Regions from separate parts of the Ovis aries genome. Here region 1 is linked to region 2. The links are chromatin contacts, called in public Hi-C maps. All regions are on one chromosome and are shown on one strand. The core of a region is the stretch at or near the end of the contact, and the rest is flanking DNA. Distances in the headings are between cores, read along the strand shown.

Evidence for each region. A called contact is a pair of places that touch in the nucleus more often than the background predicts.
Region 1: a contact with region 2 is called in a Hi-C map of liver, with 3 times the contacts expected there. The contact joins the promoter of TRARG1 here to the enhancer-like site in region 2. A contact is called at or near these places in 3 of 16 Hi-C or Micro-C datasets (liver, mixed tissues and tail adipose tissue).

The regions. Positions count from the first base shown.
Region 1 is chr11:21,546,077-21,552,480 of ARS-UI_Ramb_v3.0, reverse strand. TRARG1 (trafficking regulator of GLUT4 (SLC2A4) 1) reads left to right here and starts at 2,324. Exons shown (of 4, transcript XM_004012529.5): 1 at 2,324-2,695; 2 at 3,261-3,740. The coding sequence starts at 3,354.
Region 2 is chr11:21,363,550-21,369,719 of ARS-UI_Ramb_v3.0, reverse strand. No RefSeq gene overlaps it. Among named protein-coding and RNA genes, the nearest start is that of TMIGD1, 19 kb to the right of the region's middle. Within about 2 kb of position 3,584, at least 22 of the 54 cell types and tissues checked have an H3K27ac peak or open chromatin away from gene starts, as enhancers often do. A contact at or near this core is called in liver, where this site is marked.

The DNA of each region.
Region 1 (6,404 bases), core at 1,075-3,574, 180 kb before region 2:
GGGTTTCCCGATGCCCAGTGCGATACTGAGGATAAAAAGGCTTGTGGTCACAGGTACAGGGTTTTTCTTTCTTTTTACCTCTTCTCCTTGCATTAGGCTCAAACTGACCTAACCTTCTGAGGTTTGTGTCTCTGTGCACTCCAGGTCCACTTTCCATACCATTGTTTCCATCTCAGAATTCTTCAAAGCCCAGGATGCACTCAGGTTGGGGCAGGTAGAGGTGGATTTAGCAGCCGTGTGGACACCCTGGGCACTTGATTGGTGCTTTTATCTTCCTTTGGTTCCTCCAGTCAGCTGTCACTGTGAGCCAAGCGCATGAAGAGGGAGCTGGGGGCACACCTGCCCCCTCCCCAAGACCTCACAGCCCATTGGGGATGGGGCAGAGAGAGTGGAATGACTTTCTTCAGTGACCTGCAACCATACTAGGGAGCAGGGAGGTCAGCCCACAGCAGAACAGAAGGGCGGATACCACCTGTGTAGCTACAGGGGCTTATAGCACAGACCCGCACCTGGGGCCCACGGGTGGGAGTGCAGGTGGAGTCGGAGGGGGAGCTCAGTGCCTTCCCTTCTAAAGGCTGCTATGGGCTTAGCTTCTGGCTGCTCTGCAGAAAGTGGGCCCAGGCTTCCCAGATCTTCACGGTAAAAGTCTGCAATCCCCGTTTTTATGTGAAGTGGATTTTTAAAAAACACGTTGCTCAACCAAACCCACTTTGCCCGATGGGCCTGGCCCATGGGCTTCCAGTGAAGACTTCAGTTGAGAGTGGGGGTGGAGGGGAGGTGGCACCTGCAGGTGGGGGCATTACCAGGCTGCAGCCGGAGCAGCTGGCTGCGTTGGGCTCACCAGTCCCGGAGCCCAAACCAGGCGCTCCTTGTCCTCGTCTCTCCCCCTCCTCCCTGGTCCCCACTCTCATCTCTGGTCCTTCCCCTCATCAGCACCAGGCCACTAGATGGCGCCACAAGCCCAGCCTCTCACAGTGCAGAGCAAACCCGGCTCCCTAGTCCGGGAACCCGTTTACCTGGTAATCTTGCTACTATGAGTCACCCTGGGGACTTCTTGGCTCTTTCTTGTTTCTTCCAGTTTTTATTAAGTAAAAAAAAGCTTCTTTATGTCAGGTTTCTTCTATCCTTCAGGCCAGGTGCTGCCCGATAGAAATACAATGCAAGCCATGTTTTAAATTTTCTGGTAGGCATATTAAAAGGAGAAAAGAGACACAGGTGACATTAACTTTTAAATGTTTATGTAACTCAGTATAGCAAAAATATTATCACTTCAATATGTAGTCTACATACACTGTGTTAATGAAATATTTTAAATTTTTTTGGTACTGTTGGAAATCCAGTGTGTGTTTTATATGTATAGCATATCTCAGTGTGGATGAGCCACATTTCAGGGGCTCTATAGCCAGATTTGGCTGCTGGCTATGGAGCTGGCCTGGTTAGGCTGTTTAGTGGTAGGTCCATAGGGCCTGAGTCCTCCCCACCAAGAGTGAGCTTCTAGATTGTAACATGGAATTCCGGCCAAGCTGGACACTGACTTAGAGTCTAGGACCCTTGGGCATCCAAACTGCCACTGTCTGCAGAAGGTCTCTTATTTTAAAATTTTTTTTAGTTTTTTAAATTTTGGGCCCTGCCTCAAAGCTTGTGGGATCTTAGTTCCGCAACCAGGGATTGAACCCAGGCTCTCTGCAGTGAGAGCTTGGAGTCCTAACCACTGGACTGCCAGGGAATTCCTGAAGGTCTCTTATTTTAAAAGCATGTTTCTAGAAGTTCCTGGGCAGAAGGGCCCAGTTCACTCCCCTTGCCCAGTCTCTTCTTCCCCTGTGTGGCCAGCTCACCATTCTCTGCCCTTCACACCCTCTTTCTCCTTGTCTTGGCTCTTGCTGGAAGCAGCATTTCTGAAGCCAGTGTGATACACAATTCAAAGATACTTTTTTCTGCTAAAATGGCTCATCTTGCTCCAAACCAGTTTCTGGATGTGATGGATTCATGCCTAATTGGGATACAGTTTGAAATGAGTCTGGGTTTTGGTTTCCTAACCTCTGATCTCAAATGAACTCCACAACCTCTGAGACTCCTTCTCACCTCTAATTTCTCACCCCTATCCCGATACATGACCTACGCCCTCCTCCAAACCACAGACAAGCATCCAGATGCACACACAAACCCTGGTGGTTCCGGGTCACCTTATAAGACCACGTAAGCCGGGAGATCAGGGTTTTAGAAAGAGATGCAGAGAATAGAGAAGGTGGCAGAAACGGAGGAGATGTGAGAGAACTAAGAGAGATGGGACAGGCAGCCAAGACCGCAGCCCTTCAAGCGGGCATCTTCCCCAAGGAGCTTCTGAAGCAGAAGGATCTTTGCTGGCTCTTTAAAAGCACCTCAGAAAAGCCCTAAGGGCCATGAGATGGGGCCAACGCTCCTCCCTAACAGCCCCTCTGCCACCCCTCGGGAGCTGCTCAGACACCCATTCAGAGGGTGCAGACACAATCCTCCTCCAGGGGCCCCACGAGTACTCACTCGACCCCTCCCTCCAGAGCTTGGAGCCTGGCTCTGGTCTGGACATCTCTGGGGCTTGCAGGGGTTCAGTTTCAAGGTGGGATGCAATAGGTCCAGAGTTCAGTGTTTCACAGCAGATAGGAGAAGCGGGAGCCTGCTCCAGGAGAAGAGGAGCCGAGGGCTCAGTCTCCCGGGACAGGTAAAGGCACACCCATTTGGGCCCACTTTGCCTTTCTTCCCCATCCAGAGCCCCCAGTGCAGAGGAGGGGTCCTGGGTCCGCAGCGGGAGCCAGAGGCTGGTCCAAGCCACCTGGGCAGGGCTGGGCTGGGGCAGAGGCAGAATGCTGCCGGGTGGTTCTCTGGGGAGAAGTGAATTGAAAAGCATCTCTGAGGAGGGCAGGGAGGGAGGGAGGCTGGGTGTTGTGTACACACACACGCACACACACACACACACACACACACACACACACACACACACACACACAGCCTCCCTGACTTAGCCCGAGCCTCACTCAGGAGAGGAGCAGTCTCCTCTCTGCTCCTGAAGCTGCTTTCTGCTCCTTCCCCGCCCATCTGAGCTGTCGGCAGCACCAGTGAGGTTGGCCTCAAACTTGAATGGGGCTGAAGGCTCCAGCTTCCTGGAGCTCCACGGGGCGGCAGGCTGGCCGCCGCCTCTGAGTTCAGCTGGCCTGGAGAAGCCGACCTTCCCAGCCCCCCAGCTGGCCCTGGCTCTCCTGGGTGACACGTCTGCCCCTGACCTGTAGGCCTCCAGTCTGGGCCAAGGAATGGTGCGCTGAGGTCCCTCGGAAGCCCCTCGTCCCATCCTGGAGCTGGAGCAGCCCAAGGCCCAGGCCAGCATGGCCAACCCCGGACAGCCTCAGTTTTCCCCGGCGCGGGAGCCAGGCACTGCTTCACCCCTGGACCTGCCAGAGATGGAGAAGCTCCTTGTGCAGGTTGGGGGCCAGGATGATAAGCCCCTGAAGCCGTCCAAGTCCCTCTCGGGGCCTCTGGACCTGGAGCAGAATGGCCACAGCCTGCCCTTCAAGGTGATATCCGAGGGGCACCGGGAAGCCTTGCACCCCCTCTCATCCTCCCGGGCCAGCTCCAGGCGGGCGTCCTCCACAGCCACCACCTCGTATGCCCAGGACGGAGAAGTTCCCAAAGATTATCTCATCCTTGCCATCGCCTCCTGCTTCTGCCCCGTCTGGCCCCTCAACCTCATGCCCCTCATCTTTTCCATCATGGTAAGTGCTGCTCTTCATCGCTGGGTTGGGGCTGGTTTTGGTCAGCAGCCATGCTTCCCTGGCAGGCACCAGTCACCCTACCTAGGGTGTTGAGAGAAAAACTGGGATCCCGGGGGGTGGGGAGGGGAGACTCCCCATCTTAGCCGGCCTATTACTCCCCCTTGGAGAGGGGTCCAGCGCCCCCGGAGCTTCAGTTTCCTGTCCTCCTTCATCTCTGCTCCTGGACATCACAGCTTGACTTTGCACACATCCCTGCTGGGAAGGGGATCCCAGAGAGGTGCCCAGAGCTAAATCCTGCCCAGAAAGGACAGCCAGCTTGGGGGTCCGGCCTTTGCAGGGGCCGGGGGCTTTGTCGCAAGGAGTCATTCCTGAGTGGGGCTGTGAATCAGCAGAGATTGCAGCCAATATGGGGTCTCAGGGCCCCGTGTTCTCAGGAGGGGAGCCAGGCATCACCTCCCCACCCCATCCCCAGGGCCTCCTGGGTGTTCTAACAGCTTCTGGCAACTCTGGTTTCCAAGAGCAAGCAGTAGCTTCCCTGCCATGGACTGCAGGCCCCAGGGGCCAGCTCCGCCAGGGCTGCTCCTCTGGGGGGAGCTTCTTGCTAGGGCCCTCTGGGCCTTGCCTTCGTACTGGTTTCAATATCTGTCTTCCTGCAGGGGCGGGAGGGGTGGTCTGGGCCACAGGTGGGAACGCATGTGTATCAGAGGGCATGGCTGGCCTGGCCAGGGAGGGGCATGGGGGCTCATCTTTGCGTCTCCCATGCTTGTGTTGTAGGGTTTTGAGTACATAACCTTCGATCGTCTCCAATCCAAGCTGTTGGGATCGGGCTGTTGGCAGAGGAGCCCCAGGAAATGTTGGTAGCTATTGGCAAGTGAATTTCATATTTCAGGAAGTTGAGAGAGACAGACAGAGAGAGAGGCTGGCAGGGAATGACTTTCAGAATGAGGTTAGGAGGAGGGGATGGTACACTGAGAGGGGAGACAGTGACTGCTTGCCCCTGGAGGGACTCCATTATTGAGTTATCCGTCATCCAGTCCCCAGGAGATGTGGTCTTTCCTGCTGCTACGTTGTCCACTGAGAAAATCCTTATTTCCTTATACATCTCTCTCCACTTCATGGAGGCCCAGTTTCCAGCCAAGGGCACCTTCCCCAATCCCCAGCACCACCTGCCAGGGCTTTAGGGGGAAACTGACAACATTCTCAGGTCCCAGCAATTGGCTAATTTGCGTGGGAACAACAGCCAGGGCTGGGCAAGGCCTTTGAGGAAATTCCTGTGCTGCCTGCGGCTCTTGGGGGGCAGCTGGAGGTGGAGCTGGGCCACAGGGATCGCCACCAGTGGCTCTGGGTAGGGACAAGCTCTTGGTTACTGGGAGAAGCCCCGTGCGGGAGACCAGCTTTGGGGAGGGAAAGCAGACAAGGGTCCAGGAGAAAACAGTTGCTAAAATCCATCTTCTGGTGGGGGTGGCAGAGTGTGAGCTGGGTAAAAGCTGCCTTTGTCAAAGGAAACCTGCCCCTACAGCTTTGGGACCGCTGAACCTACCCCTGGTGCATTTCTACATCCATCTTGGGTTCTTGAATCAGGTCCAATGGTTGCCAGGCCTGGGGCAGGGAATACGGTGCTAAACCAGGCACCATCACCAATTCCCACAAGCCTCCTGTCCAGTGGGGAGAAATCTGTAAACAGATTCTTACAACACATTGCAAGAAGTGCCCACACTAGACAAAACCACAAGGTATTGTGCAACCTCAGGCAAGTCACTCAAACCTCTATTCTCAGTATTCCCATCTGCAAAATGGGTGTCAACATAATACCTAAACTATAGAGTTGTATGAGCCACACAAGGGGCTTTCCCAATGGCGCAGTGATAAAGAATCGGCCTCCAATGCAGGGGACACAGGTGGTGCAGGTTCGATCCCTGAGTCGGGAAGATCCCCTGGAGAAGGAAATGGCAACCCACTCCAGTATTCTTGCCTGAAAAAGCCCATGGACGGAGGAGCCTGGCGAGCTACAGTCCAAAGGGTCACAGAGTCGGACACAACTGAGCGCCTAAAGCACACCGCTGTGAGCCATGCAAAGTGCGAAAGCACCCGGCACATAGTAAGCGCTAGGACATGGAGGCAGAAAACTAGGCCAGTGTCTCCCTGGTGTTGGGTTTTTTCTTTTAGAGCTTTGAAATCAGATTCACATAGCATACCATTCGGGGCTTCCCAGGTGGCACTAGTGGAAAAGAATCTGCCTGCCAATACAGGAAATGCAGGTTCAGTCCCTGGGCTGGGAAGATCCCCTGGAGGAGGAAATGGCAACCCGCTCCAGTATTCTTGCCTGAAGAATCCCCATGGCCAGAGGAGCCTGGCGGGCTACGGTCCATAGGGTCCAAAGAGTTGGACCAGACTGAAGCGACTTAGCATGCACGTGTTTTTGAAGTCTGTGCTGAATTTGTTACAACATTGCTTCTGTTTTTCTGTTTTGGTTGTTTGGCCTCCAGTCATGTGGGATTTTAGTTCACTGACCAGAGATTGAACAGGAAACCCCTGCATTGGAAGGCAAAGTTTTAACCACCAGATTCCCAGGGAAGTCCCAAGGGTTAGCATTTTTAAGCAAGATTTTAAAATTAAGGTCGATACATTGTTTTTTTACACATAATGTTATTGTACGCTTAACAG
Region 2 (6,170 bases), core at 2,335-4,834:
CCAGGCTGCTCTGTCTTTTTCATCATCTCCTGGAGTTCGCTTAAACTCATGTCCATTGAGTCTATAATGCCATTAATATCCAACCATCTCATCCTCTGCCTCCCCCTTCTCCTTTGCCTTCAATTTTCCCTAGCATCAGAGTCTTTTTCCAATGAGTCAGCTCTTTGCATCAGGTCGCCAAAGAATTGGAGCTACAGCTTCAGCTACAGTGCTTCCGATGAATATTCAGGGTTGATCTCCTTCAGGAGGGACTGGTTTGATCTCCTTGCTGTCCAAGGGACCCTCAAGAGTTTTCTCCAGCACCATAGTTCAAAAGTATCAATTCTTTGGTGCTCAGCCTTCTTTATGGTCCAACTCTCACATCCTTACACAACTACTGGAAAAACCACAGCCTTGACTATATAGATCTTTGTCGGCAAAGTGATGTGTCTGCTTTTTAATACTCTGTCTAGGTTTGTCATAGCTTTTCTTCCGAGGAGCAAGCATCTTTTAATTTCATGGCTGCAGTCATTACCTGGAGTGGTTTTGGAGCCCAAGAAAATACAGTCTAGCTATTGCAAAAACTCAACAGCATATGATGTGAAAGAACAATTACTATCATCTGTGCATCCTGGAAGCTATTTCCCACCACAAAGGAAGGAAATGGCTGGTGTGCTATGTACAAATTAGCCTTTGACATATGTTTGCTACATGTATGAGGGGAAAATGCTCCATGACATTTAATTCTATTTATCACTCCAGATGCATGCTATGGGAAAAGAAACTTTTCATCTATAATACTTATCTTGTGAGAAAATACATGGTGGAGCCAGTACTGATGGAAACCTGGCCGTATGTTTAGCAAAGAAAGATGTGACGGTAGAACAAATGGCTGCACTTGAATGCCAATCTTCTGCTTCATTCCCAGAGAACAATTAGCAGACAACATGCACCCTGACCCTGAATCAAGGATAAAGGAAGAGTGAAGACTGCAAATATGATCAGGTCACACCACAGAGTGAATGTCTTCTTAGTGAGGAGGAACAAGATTCTGCTTTTCTAAACGGAGGCATGTTGTCTGTCAAAGGAAGGCACGCCCACACATTTTTTTAAATAAAGGAAGGGATTTATAGTATTTCTTCCCGATGATGCTCACAACGCCTGCAGAGATATTTCTCTGTTTTCAAGTGGATTATCTCAGCTCTGTGTTCACATTCTTGCAAGGCCTGAACCTGCCACTTCAAGATGCATATAGCAACAAGTTTTAAAAGTTAAGAATAAACCAGCAGAATTTCTTAAGAAGATCCAAACAAGCTGTATGAATTATTTATTGCCACATAACAAATCACCGCAAAGCTTACCAGTTTAAAACAATAAGCATTTATGATCTCATAGTTGCTCTGGGGCAAGAACTTGGGCGCAGGTTAGCTGGGCGACTCTGACTCAGGATTGCTCATGAGGTAGTGATCAAGTTTTTCACTGGAGTAGTAGTCTCAAGGCTTGACTGGAGAAGCATCCATTTCTAAGCTCACTTGGGTGGCTGTTGGCAAGACAGTCATCCCTGGCTGTGGAGTGCAGATGGCAGTTCTTTCACTGCCACATGTTCCCTGCCACAACCTGCCCCCTCCCCTCCGCAGGGCATCTCACAACAAGGTGGCTGGCTTCCCTCAGAGCAAGTAAGAGGCTGATAGAAGGCCAGCAAGATAGAAGCCGGAGTGTTTTTGTAACCTAATCTCAGAAGTGACGTCCATCCCTTCTAATCGCTTTGTTAGAAATGTGTCAGGGGACTTTGCTGGTGGTCCGGTGGTCCACTGGACTTTGAGCTTCCACTTCCGGAGGGCACAGGTTCAGTCCCTGGTCGGGGAACTAAAGATCCCACACGTCATGTGTGCATGCGTGAGTACTAAGTGGCTTCAGTCAGGAACAACTCTTTGGGACCCCGTGGACTGTAGCCCATCAGGCTCTTCTGTCCATAGGATTCTCCAGGCAAGAGAATACTGGAGACTCCCATGGACAGAGGAGCCTGGTGGGCTACAGTCCATGGGGTCACAAAAGAGTTGGATGCTGAGGGACTAACACTTCACTTCATGGAGACCAAAAGAGGTTTGAATTAGGGCAGTGAGTCTTTTATTGATCTGCTCTACCAGGAATGAGACTGTTGTTTGCCCTCCAATATCTGTTTCCCTCTATGTCCTTAGTAACAAAATTCCCATTTATTAACTGGGCACTGGGCTACCTGGAGTAAGGACAACAGTGATCTGTTTTCCTGCAGTTAGATGTGGTCGTGTGACTGTTCTGGTCAATGAAGTATAAGCAGTAGTTGGTACAAGCAAAGTAAGGAGTCGGTGTGAGCAATTTTGAGGACGCAGCCCTATGGGAAATCAGTGCACCCTTCTATAGGCTTTTGTATTGGCTAGAACATGCATGTAATGACTGACACTCCAGCAGCCAAACTGAACCAAGAGGTAACCTTGAGGGCAGAATTCATGAAGGATGAAGCAACATGAAAGAAAGACCCTCTGAGAGTCCACACCAATCCTGGGATGACTATCTTTGGATTTTGTATGTATGAAAGAGAAATAAATGTGCCTTTTTGTTGGAGTCATGCCTACTTTTTCCTGTTACTCCTAACTGATGATGTGACTTTGTTCAAGTCCAGATCCTAAACATGTACAATTCACATTTAGTCCTGCTGTGACCTGAGCTGCAGTTCACGTCATAGTGAATTGCACAACGTCTCTTAAGTACAGGGCAAAAAGCTTTAGCAAACGTTGCCAGGTTTCCACCGGTAACGGGTGAGGACCTAGGATGGCTGTGTCTTGGCTGGCTGTGTCTAGATTATGGATGCACCTATTGAACTGCAGAGGTGGAGCTAGGTTAGGACAGGAACTAGACTTTTTTTTTTTTTCAAATTGTGTCTTCTCATTCATTTCTTTCCCTTTTGACAGGTACACACTGCTTTATTTATTTTCGGCTGTGCTGAGTCTTCCTTGCTGCCCACAAGCTTTCTCAGGTTGTGGAGAGTGGGGACTATTTTTTAGCTGCAGCGCACCGGCTTCTCATTGCTGCGGCTTCTCTTGCTGTGGAGCACAGGCTGTAGGCACACGGGCTTCAGTAGTTGTGACACACAGGCTCAGTTGCTCTGTGTGGCATGTGGGATCTTTCCGGGCCAGGAATCAAACCCATGTCCTCTGCTTTGGCAGGCTGATTCTTATCCACTGGACCACCCGGGAAGCCCAGGGCAAGGACTAGTGTTTGGGGTTCTCTTCAGGTCACTGAACTAGCAGGAAATGGCTGGGCCCTGAGCACTCCTGCCGTCTGCCATGGGTGCTGCCTAAGTCCAAAGGCCTGACAGGTTTACGATCTGTAGGTCAAGTGTCCGTCTGACTCAGATATGCAGAGCCAGCAAAGACCTTTAAGAACAGGGAGTGGGAGCTGCCAGAGACAAGGAAGTACAGATAAAAGCAAATCTGTCTTCTGAAAATAGGCAGGGAAAAGAAACAAACAAAAGACCCGTATCAAGCACCAACGTGGACAGTGTTTGTGTTGTGTGGGTCAATGCCAGGCAGAGGCCCCTGGGAAACAAAGGCCATGTCTGTTTTCCTTTCACAGTCTCTGCTCCACGGTATCAATGACCCTCTCTAGTGAAACCCACACCCAGGCTTATGCCAGGGCTACGCTTAGCTCCCACTTTCCTTTTCATGGCATACCAAGAAATAACTTGCCTCAGGGCATACGTATAGGGTGTTTCTGGGGCATTTTGTGCCAAGGAGAGCAGTGGAGAATCCAAGATGCCCACCAGTTTCTTAGGCTCAAAGTATCCCTATTGTAAAATGCAAGTCCAGCCTTGTGGGAAAGGCAGGAATTCACCTTAAGGAACAGGAAAGTTTCAGCAGTTTTATAAGCTGCCATCAAAATTCTTGACTGTGCACATTTTTTGGAATTCTTCTGAACTAAGAAACTTTAGTTTGATAAACTTACTCCACTATCTTCAGACTGTTCTATCTGGGTATACACTGGTCCAAGAATGCCTGTAGATAAAAATCCATTCCCAGTGCCAATTATTTTAAAATATATCCCCTCAGTCAGGCAGAGACACTTCCACTGGTCCAGAAGGAGTCAGTGTGGGAGGCTCAGCGTGGATTGCAAAGTGTTTGGGTCTTTAAGTCAGGCAGATCTTCTTTGAGATCAAGACTCTCATGATGGAGCCCAAAGATATGATCCATAGTTATGGAACAAGAAATGAAAGAGTACACACATTACTTAATTACAAAGATGATCAACTGAGGAGTTATACATATTGACAAAACCTTAGCGGGTTGCTGTATAACACAGGGAACTCTGCCCGGTGCTCTGTGATGACATAGAGGAGTGAGATGAGGGGTGAGGGAGGGCCGAGAGGGAAGCGATATACATGCACTTATGGGTTGATACATGTTGCTATGCGGCAGAAACCAGCGCAATATTGTAAAGCAAATATCCTCCAATTAAAAATAAATCTAAAAATAAACAAATACAAACTTGCACTCTTAAAAAGAAACCTTAGCAGGAAGCAACTTGGGAGATGAAAAGGAAATATTAGTGCAGTAAATCCTTCTCTGTCACAACAGGAGGTCAATTAATAAATCAAGAAATGATGGTATACATGCATTGTTGGTGGGAATGTAAATTGGTGCAGCTGCTATGGAAAGCAGTATGAAGGTTCCTTAAAAAATTGAAAACTGAGGGACTTCCTTGGTAGTCCAGTGGTTAAGAGCCTATGTTTCCAATGCAGGAGGTGCCTGTATTAGCCTGGTCAGGGCTAAGATCCCACATGCCCAGTGCCCAAAAAAACAAAACATTAAACAGAAGCAATATTGCAACAAATTCACTAAAGACATTAAAAATGGTCCACATTAAAACTAAAAGCTTAAAAAAGAAAAACACACTAAAAATTGAGTTACATACGATCCTACAATTCCACTCCTGGACATATATCTGGGAAAACTTTAATTTAAAGAGTTGCATGCACTTTTTACAACAGCATTTTTTTATAGCAGCACTATTTACAATAGCCAAGACATGGAAGTAACCTAAACATCCGTTAACATGAATGGATGGATACAGATGTGGTATATATATAGTTGGGTGGACTATCACTCAGCCATAAAAAAGAACGAAATCATGTCATTGGCAACAGTGTGGATGGATCTAGAGATGATCATGCTAAATGAAGTAAGTCAGAGAAAGACAAATATATGACATCACTTATATGTGAAATCTAACATATGATGCAAATGAACTTATTTACAAAACAGAAACAGACTCATAGGCATAGAAAACAAATTTGTGGTTACCGAAGGGAAAGTGGAGAGATAAATCAGGAGTTTGGGATTGGCAGATGCAAGCTACTGTGTATAAAATAAACAATAAGATCCTACTGTTATAGCACATGAAACTATATTCAATGTCTCGTAATAGACTATAATAGAAAATAATTTTTAAAAAAGAAATGCTGGTATTTTTTGACAAAAATGTATGATATGCTATGATGCACTGTTCTAGGTATTCATGATACAAATATAAAATACTAAATAAAAAAATCACTGTCCTTCATTATTCTATACTAATAAGTCTATTGGTTAAAGACAGCAACACTACCAGAAGAAACTGCGAAAGTCTGAAAAGAGTTGCTTTGAGGAGTGGATTTAGGATATGCATGTACACACACATTCTTAGACATAAAATTTTTTAAATTATCAACAAAATATTCTACTACCTACTAGCTATGTATCCTAGAATAGATTAAATCCCCCAGGTCTCTGTTCTTTTTGTCCAGAGATTGGGAATAATGATGATTTAATTACAGGAATACCTAATATAAAGCAGCCAGGAAAATGTCAGTCCCCTTCCCTCTGTCTCCCATGTAATATTTTGTAGCTCAAGGTCTTCAGGCTGAGAAGTGACATCCATTCTTGGGTCTGGCTGGCCTGAGAAAGCCGCATGACTTTTCTCTGCCTGCATCTGTGCATCTGACACAAAGCTTCTCATCTTCAGTTTCTGTAAGCGCTACAAGAGCAGGCTGTCCGTTGGTGAAAACTGAGCATCTCAAAAGAACACCGGCCACATATGAACATGCTTTTCACTTAGCTGTGCAGCCACTGATGTCATGTTTACTGCTCACTTAGGGACCGCTTGGGAAAATCTGTTGT